Linked DNA regions of Oryctolagus cuniculus: all the other regions are linked to region 2. A link is a contact called in public Micro-C data. All regions are on one chromosome and are shown on one strand. The core of a region is the stretch at or near the end of the contact, and the rest is flanking DNA. Distances in the headings are between cores, read along the strand shown.

Region 1 (2,851 bases), core at 119-2,618, 590 kb before region 2:
AAATAAACTCAGTGAGGAAGGGAAGAAATTATAACAGGATACCCTAAACATGACAAATTTGAAAAATTGACGCGTGTCTAATTACTCAAGTCAAATTGGTACCTTACTACATACTTTGTGATTCTTGTTTCAAATATCACAAATGGGTGGACTTGCAGTTAGACTTTAACTTTTCATTACTCAAAAGTTATTGAAATCAATGACATTTAAGCGAAAAGCAACATATATATTATCTCCCCAGGAAATTTTATTGGAAAAACCACTTGCTATTTATTTTGGAAAGCACTTCTTCACCTTTTACTTAGTCGACTCGCCGTCCCTGGACAATTATACTTGGGGGATGACAGCCTCAACAATTTAAGCTCCTTTATAAAAGCAAGTTCAAAGAACAGGGGCACTCCTCTGCACCTAATCGCCACAGGAAGAAAACAAAAACAAAACTTCATACAGGAATTTTGGGGGCTGCCTCAGGCTGATGCATAATAACGTGTGTAGAGCAGATCCCCGGGGACTGACAGTCATTCAACTTTTTGAAAAATATTCCCATTGAGCTTTTTCGAGCACCACAGGCAACATTTCACCAGCCACTCAGTGTCTGATTTCCCCTCGGAAAAATTCTCCCGGTACAAGGCCGGGGCTGCGGCTGGGGAGGGCCGGGGAGCCCCGGGCACCCGCGCCGGCTACCCGGGAGCAGAACCACACACTGTACCCGCTCCTGGCAGGCCTGCTATGGCAGGCTCCCCAGTCCCTGGGGTTTCAAGAGCAGCAGCAGCAGCCATGGCAGGGACTCGAGAACCTTTCCCCTGTCTCCTCCTCTAGGCCTCGAGGGGTTTGCTTCTCACATGGCCCCCTGGTGGGGGCGGTGGGCGCAAGGTAGAGGCTGCCGCTGCAGCCGCAGCGCCGGCCAGGCGAGCCCGGCTCCCTCAGAACTCGAGCTACCGGCGGGCTGGCACCGCAGGACGTCGGCGGGGCCCTGGCCGGAGCGCCGATAGCTCTGTGGGCAGGCCACCTTCTCACACACCACATTTCTCCCCTGTCTGCCTCCTTCTCCGTTAGCGCTACCGGTTGGCGAGCGGGGGAGGGGAGCGAGGCGCGTTATTCCCGGGGAGCTGGAGGGGGGAGGGGAGGGCATCTCTTACCCGCGTTACTGAGGAGGAGGAGGCGGTTGGAGCGCGGCGCGGCGGGGCGACGGCGGGGCTGGGTGGGTGCAAGTAAGAGTCTTACGAAAGGGAATTAACCCCATCACCAGCCCGGACACCGGCTCCAGCGGCAGCCGCGGCTGGCAGAATCCCGCCCCTTCCCACCACGCGCTAGCCCCGCCTCTTCGTTCTCTTTGAGGGGCAACCGACTAATCATAGGCTGTACATACACGGAGTGACATGGGGAGCATCCAATCATATTTTAAAAAAATGCCCTCGCTCCACCCCTTCATCTTCTCCCGGGCCGCGGGAGCGCCGTGCCAAATCTTCCTCCACCCTCAAGGGAAAAACAACCAATCCATGGTAAGTATCCGCCCTTGAAGGACGCAAAAGACAACCAATGGTAAAACTAGGGCGACAGCCATTTTGCCCACTTGTAAAAGAGCCACCTTTTTCCCACGAGTTGGAGTCTGAGGTGGGGAAGTTCCGGGAGTTTTTACTGACCTGGACATATTTTTTTCAAAAACCTGTATTTCGTCAGGTAGTATTTATAGTGCTTTATCAGAATAAAGGAATAATTTCATCCTCCATGTGAGGACAAGTGAGGCATGCTGCCTAATGTCTTGGCTCCTCCCCTTTGCTGTAACGGGTTCCAAACTGAACACCTGGTTTCCCCAGCCTCAGTGGTCGAGGGCGGGGTGACTGCTCTTTTCAGCCCTAAGCAGACTACAGTTCCCAAGATGCTTTGCTTCACCCGTACCCTTTTCTCAACTTACATCCCGAGCGGCCTGACGGGAATTGCAGTTCCTTGCGAGGTACCCGTGCAGCCCTTGGCCAATGAGAAGGAACAAAGTTTTGAAAGACTTGGAGTCGGTGCTGGAGACTAATTGTCTCCAGATTGTAGTTAGTCCTTTACACTACCCCAACAGAGGAGAGAAGGGACAGAAGAGTGGCTAGAAGAGTTTTATCGGGACACCCTAGGAGTCTTAGATTGTAGGTATTTGAACTCTCCGACTTTAAGGTCGTCCCTTGAACGTCACTTCCGCTAAGGGCGGCCACATCCCAAATCTGTGGCGGGAGTTGGAGATTTTGCGGCGACTGCACCAGGTGTGGATGTCTAGGAGTGGCGTGTCGGGCAAGTGGTTAGTTTCTGGCGTGGGGATAGAAAGGTGAACGGAATTTAACTGAGTTTTAAGAGAGAGTGGGTGACATGGGAAAGGATAATTCCTAAGCCCCTAATGCCGTTCTGCACCCTTGGGTTTCGGTTTTGGAATCCCAAATGTCTCTTGCCCTGTTTACTACTGGATTGCTCCTGTAGTCGTATATTTGTGGAGGGTGCCTTTAATAACTTTAGCCCCTAAGAGTGAAACATTGCTTCTCCTCCTTGCGATTGAAATGAATGGACTCAGAAGTTCTGAGCGAACTGCTCCGACTTTTGCAAACATTTCCAAGTTGGCTTTGGTGGAGGGAAGCCACAGACTCAGAATTGATCATTAAGAATTGTTCTCTCACCGTTCTTTGAGTAATGTAGCCATCAAACAAGGTGCATCAGGGTGCCAACTTTATAATATACTGATTAATACAGGTGTCATTAAAAAGACTTCCTAATATAGCCTATTAGGTTCTGCTTTTCCCCCCTTCAGATTGCCAGATTGACTGTATAGGTATGCTGTTGGAAGTGCTTTTGAGGTTCCCAGGGTATCTCGTTGAAT
Region 2 (3,278 bases), core at 527-3,026:
TATCAGTACTCTGGTATTCGAGTGTAAGCTATATGTCAAACACAGACAAACATACTCCTGACACAATGTACTTGAAGTAAATGTTAACCTTTGAATCATTAAAAATTTAAGGAGACAACTAATACTAATGTGAGAAACAGAAATGTTTAACATCTTAGGAAATTACTGTTGGGAACAGAAATATTTCTGAACAGCTAGCTCTCTTAAAGTGTCATTTCCAAAGAATGTAACAATCCCATTTATAATATGTGAAACAATATTGAGCCCAACGCAATTACGATGTATCACAGAACATCTAGGCTTACCCAAATTATACAGTATTTTACTAGCGAAATTATTCAAATACTCACTATAAAAAGTAAAGACAACCAGTATAATAGTTCTTTGGGCAGAGAAATGTTTCTTATTTATCTTTTACCTTGAAAGGCCAAGCAAAGCCTAACACAGTCCCTTATAGTTTATCATAAACTTCAAAAACACACGAACAAAAAAGTGCGTGTGAAGCAAAACGTTATCACGCGATTCACCTTTACCGTTAACTTAGAACATTAAATCCAACAGTAAAATCAATGACCGACTTTTTCCTGCGCAATCGATTTACTTTACAATTTAGCGGTAGTACAAACAGACCAAAAAACAGTACTTACATTTCTACTGAACTTGGTGAAGGAATGGTGCATATAAAACCTGTGCATATAAACAATCGCGGTGTTTATTGTAAGCTGAGAGCTGGAATGTAACATTTAGGAAATATCTGAGAATCACAAGATCTCATTTCCAAAACAACCGTGATGGAAAATTCCCGGTCTGCGGTTCTTTCCCAATGCCTCCCATTTACTCGAAACCAAACCCAAACCCGAAGCTAGAAAAAATGCTTGCAGGGTGGAGGGGAGAAGGGAGAGAACAAGCTCGACGCCAAATAAACAGGAACAATCCTAACTGTTGAGCACTCCACTCTCAGAGGGCTAGAAACAGAGCCCTGGATGTATTTACCAATGGCTACGACTGATTCGACTCAAACAGTGGAAGCGCGGGCGCACACACCCATACAAAACCACGCCAAGACCATAAAGACCTCCAGTGCGCTCCCAGGGTACGCGAGGACCGCCATGAAGCCGGCGCGCAGCGCGGGGAGACGCAGCGAACGCCCAAGCCTTCCAGGAACTGTAACCTCCCGACCTCACAACCCCTTCTCCGACGGGGAGAAGTCGAAGCAGTCGCTCGTCTTCTGCAAATATCTTTTAAAATCCCCCTCCGGCCTGGGCGGCACTCCCATTCCCCGCCGCCGCCGCCGCCGCCACGCGCTGCCCCAGAGATTACACAACGCAGCCTCCCGGCCCGCATTCCCAGAACTTGACTCTCGTCCTCCCCCTCTTCTGGCCCCTCGCGGCCGCCCGAGCCCAAGCCCTTCTTCCCTTACGGCGCGACCGAAACCCATCGAAGGCCGAGGCCGCGGCGCCATGTTCACGGGACACCAGGCCCGGCAAGCGGGTGAGGGAAACAGGGCGTGAGCGGCGGAGGGCCAAGAACTGGAAAGGATACACATTGAGACGCTGTCCCATGTCCTGGATGAGGTTGGCCGCCTGCTGCCGGTACGAGAGCTCTTTATCCGCCTCCACTCCGCAGCGGCGGCTCGGCGTGTTCTCCAGCTGTTCCCGAGTAAAGAACCAGCGAGAAGAAGCTCCACGGCCCGACGCCATGACACTTCCTCCTCCGCCCGCTCCCTCGCCCGCCCCCCTCCCTTCCCGGCTCGCGGACTCCCCGCCAAGGCCGGGCGACCCCGCCCCACTTCGCTCGCCGTAGGCCGCGCGCCGCCCCTTTTCCACCCTCGCTGCCGCCCGTGCGCGTGCGCGGGTACCGCCCTACCCGCTCGCCCTAGTCTTTTGCTTTCTTTTTGGGGCCGCCGACTTTGCTGTCGCGCACGGGACCACAATGCTCCGCGCCGCTTGTCATTGGCCGGCGCCGCAGGTGGGGGTCGGAAGGATAAGGTCGGCGCGGTGCATGCCGGGTTTCGGGTTGGGGTGAAGGGGCGGAGAGCAGGGAAGAGGCTGGGCCGGGGCCGGGTGGGCAGAGAGGCGGGTGCGCGGCTGCGCCCTGCAGTCTGGGCGTGGACTCTGAAGTCCCGGTGACTAGTCGGACGACGCCTTGAGACGAGAGACCTCTGCTTGTCGCGGCGTGACGCCGCACCCTCCATCTTCTTTTTATGCCTTGGTCCGTAGGCGGCGTGCAACAGCCGTCTCGACTGCCACAGCCGACGTGCGGCTGTGGGACGGGGCTAGCGCCTAGGAAGCAACGCTCATGGTTTGTCCGCGCCAAGGTGTCCCCCCCCAATTCCCCACCCCCGCTACATCTTCTGTCACTCCCACGTCACGCGGGCTGTGGGTTTGGTTTTTAGTTAACAAAAGCTATGCAGTTAGTCACTGGAGGAGCTGAATCTATAAGCTGGGCCCTGAGTTTAGACTGAGCTTGTATCTTTAAACTGAATGTGGTTTCTGGGAGTAGAGGCTGGGGAGAAGCAGATAGCGCAAGAGGAGCCCAGCACAAATGTTATCTTTGGTGCTGGCTGGAGTAACAGGCTGCAGTAACCTGTTGAGTAAGCCCGTTTATTGACCCTATAAGAGTGCCACAGCTGGATCAGAGGGGTGGTAGCTAGGATTTTAACCAGGCACTCCAGATGCCAGCATCCCAAGCTGCGCCTTAACCCCTGCACCCACATACCTGTGCTAAGTGACATCACTTCCAGGTGGTGTTGGGGCTTTTGGACTCAGCATACTGCTTTGTCTTAGTGCTGTCTGCCCCAGTTGCACTAGAATATTAATCAGTAAGCAGCTATTCCAAACAGGTGACCTAAATTACTTCATTTCTTAGCCCACATTTTTTGCCTCATACCTTATGTTGCTTACACGTTCCTGGGTACATTGATTTAAAGCGACATTTTAAAAGTCTATCTTCAACACCCATTCATGATATTTAAAAACCTGGCATCTAGGAATAGAGGAGAAATCCTTCAACTTAATAAAAAGCATGTATATGAACCATACAGCTAACATAATACTTAATGGAGAGAAATTAGGTTCTTTAATTTTTTTTATGTGTAAGATTTATTTATTTGAAAGGCAGAATTACAGACAGGCAGAGGCAGAGAGAGAGAGCTTCCATTTGCTGGTTCACTCCCCAAGATGGCTGCAATGGCTGGAGCTGTACCAGTTTGAAGGCAGGAGCCAGGAGCTTCTTCCGGATCTCCCTCTTAATGGAACTAAGAGAGTGGAAGCTTAATT
Region 3 (2,979 bases), core at 92-2,591, 830 kb before region 2:
TTTAATCCACTTCTTTTCCCCTCAGAGGACAAACTACTCAAGCTTTTCTAAGAAACAACATGCAGCCAAAAATTTAATAAAATATTAATGTAAAATATTTCAGCAACTTGGTTTTCATTGCAGTGTATCAAGTTATAGAACTATTCAAAGTCGTGAAATGAATTCTAAGCCACTATCAAACACAAATAATTGAAGAAATACATTTTACATTAACAGCCGTCAAGGAAAGCCATAGAGGAAGCTTTCTTAGATCTGTATAAATTTCAAAAATAAAACAGCAAAACGTGGGGCAAAATAATCGAGAGCAGCTTAGGGTAAATGAGTTCGTAAATGTTCTCAAAACTATGTGGACTCTGGCTAGGAAAACCGAAAGAAGAACCAAAGACTTTATGTCTACTACTTTTAGACCGACAGGGGGACGAAAAAAATTCCACTTGGAGCAGAGTATCCACATTAGGCAGCCTCTCTCAATACTGCCGTTAAAAAAAAAAAAAAAAAAAAAAAAAGCCCCTGTAAAGTTTACATGTCAGAAGCACACCAACGCCCGCAACCGTGACCATCAGGTGGTTTCTCTTTGTTGCTCAACCGATGACACAGCTTTCTCCCTGACAGCCCACAGCCAATTAGCAGTCCAACTGCTCGCCTAATGGCCCGTCCCTCCCCCACCCACGGAGGAGGAATCAACGGGCGTTCAGGCATCCGAGGAAGGTGCTCGGGCCCGGGGAGGGGCGCCAGGGTCCGCCCGCCGCACGCAGGAGGGCGCCCGAGCCCGGCCGGGGCCTCTGGCCTGGCTGCCAGGCCTGCCGCCTCCCAGACAGGGCCGCCCGTGCCCTTCCGGACAAGAAGGCAAGGCTGCGGGCGCCTGCGGCCTGCAGGAGCCTGGCCTTGGGCGTCTGCACGCCCGCTGCGGGGCACCCAGCGGGGAGAAGTTGCAGCCGACCCTGGGGCGCGGAGCCGAGAAGTGCCCGCGTCTCGAGGACGGAAGACCGGCGGCTGAACTAACGAGTGGGTGAAGGCAGGCCGGAGAGCCTGTCCCGGCCGCACCTCGGGCCCCCGCCCCCTTCACCTGCCACGAACACCACGAAGACCGCGCCGCTCCTCTTAGCCGACGCGATGGCGGCCGGAATGGCGCCCTGGAACCACAACATCGCTCCTGTCGGGCCCTGGCGCTCGGTCGGGGTGTAGTCGCCGCGGTCCCGGAGGAGCTGGCCCCGCCCAACCGCTTCGTCGGGCCCTGCGGCCCCGCAGCCCCCGCAGCCCCGGCTGGTCCGGCCCCCGCCTCCGGCTCGGGCTCCGCACTAGCGCGCACGCCCGTCAGCCGCCCACTGCGACGTGCGCAAGCGCGCGCGTGGGGACCGCCCCGTACCACGTGACGCCACACGTCGCCGCCGGCTCAGGGCCCCAATACCTTGTTTCGTGGGCGAGTCAGTGCGTGCGCGCTCCCGCTAGAACCTCAGGTCTCGCAGACCAGGAAGTGGAAGGAGGCAGAGGAAGGATGAGTAACCGCTACGGCTTGTTTGGAGGCGCCTGCCGAGAGGCATGACGGGAATTGTAGTCTTCTTGGGCTTGTGGGCCTCCATATTGTGGAAAAATGTGACTACTGAGACACGACTGAAGGGGGCAGTACTGAGAGCCACTACGCGTTGAAGGACGGAGGGAGGAAAGGCAGTGCCGCTCTGTTATCCTCACTGAAACCCTGAAAGTGGAGGAATGTGTCCGCGCATGGAATTAAATAGGCCTTGTAGGAATTTATTGCCAGGCTTCGGTTTTTATTGAATTGAGCCCAGTCCTGTAGAAAAGACAGGATAAAAACCACCACGGTCTCTCTGCAATACCATACAGCCTGAAGGGAGACACTGGTACAATAAAGACCCTGAATTTCCTAGACATCGGGTAAAGATCATTCCAAAACCTTGAAACTGTGGCGCCCAGCAGGATGTCGGTATCCAGGCGGTCGCCCACCATGACGGTGCGCTCCGGGTTGCTGCCGTCCTCCTGGGGCACGCAGTGGAAGGTGAAGCGGCTGGGCTTCCCTATGACGTCGGCCTGGCGCTGCGCGGTACCTGCCGGACAAAGACGGAGTGGACGGGCGCGCAGTGTGTTAACGCCCTGGCCTGAAGCGCCGGCATCCCATATGGAACCGGTTCGAGACCTGGCTGCTCCACTTCCGATCCCGCTCTCTGTTGTGGCCTGGGAAAGCAGTAGAAGATGGCCCAAGTCCTTGGGCCCCTGCACCTGGGTGGGAGACCTGGAAGAAGTTCCTGGCTCCTGGCTTTGGATCGGCACAGCTCTGGCCATTGCGGCCATCTGGGGAGTGAACAAACAGGTGGAAAACCTCTCTCTCTCCTTCTCCTGCTCTCTCTGTGTAACTCTGATTTTCAAATAAATAAATAAATCTTAAGAAAAAAAAAAGGCTAACTATGGCTACACCAAAGGAAACACAAAATCAGAGAATAATGACTTATTTTCCAGCCACTTTCCATGGTAGTACAAAAGAAAATTATCTCACTTCCCGTTTTATGGGATAATATCAGCCTGTAATCAACGTAAGGTACTTGTGGTTCGTTGCCATTCAAATAAAAATGATTGACATTTAATACTTTAATGGAATTGCATGGTTCCTAGTAACTATTAGTTAAGGGTTTGTATAATTTATTTAGTTGTTAAACTTCTTATTTGTTGAAGCATTAAGTCTTTTTACTGTTATATAAATAACATAATAATAATATATTTAAAAAGATATTATCTCAAAAACTTAAAAACAAGAAAGAGAGGGACAGCTGGAGGGAGAGTGAGGAGGGAGGGAGGAAGGGAATATCATTCTAAGAATTGTGTCTATAACTATGCTGAAACTAAACATTTTTAAATAATATTTTTTAAAAAAGTATCCTAAGAATCATGTGGAACTTTTTATTCCTTCATCAAGTATTTATGTACAATGAGCTAGGCACTCTTCTTGGAAGTGCTATGGTAAGGCAT

The links. A called contact is a pair of places that touch in the nucleus more often than the background predicts.
Region 1: a Micro-C map of ear pinna shows a contact between it and region 2, with 17 times the contacts expected there. The contact joins the promoter of ZRANB3 here to the promoter of CCNT2 in region 2. A contact is called at or near these places in 2 of 6 Hi-C or Micro-C datasets (ear pinna and an unstated tissue).
Region 3: a contact with region 2 is called in a Micro-C map of ear pinna, with 8 times the contacts expected there. The contact joins the promoter of UBXN4 here to the promoter of CCNT2 in region 2. A contact is called at or near these places in 2 of 6 Hi-C or Micro-C datasets (ear pinna and psoas muscle).

What each region holds. Positions count from the first base shown.
Region 1 is chr3:108,092,538-108,095,388 of mOryCun1.1, forward strand. ZRANB3 (zinc finger RANBP2-type containing 3) reads left to right here and starts at 1,369. Exons shown (of 21, transcript XM_070070992.1): 1 at 1,369-1,502.
Region 2 is chr3:108,677,614-108,680,891 of mOryCun1.1, forward strand. It overlaps CCNT2 (cyclin T2), which reads right to left and starts at 1,777. Exons shown (of 10, transcript XR_007920689.2): 1 at 1,543-1,777; 2 at 648-729. It overlaps LOC127491784 (a long non-coding RNA gene), which reads left to right and starts at 1,858. Exons shown (of 4, transcript XR_011387310.1): 1 at 1,858-1,968.
Region 3 is chr3:107,846,350-107,849,328 of mOryCun1.1, forward strand. UBXN4 (UBX domain protein 4) reads right to left here and starts at 1,342. Exons shown (of 13, transcript XM_008258522.4): 1 at 1,067-1,342. The coding sequence starts at 1,148.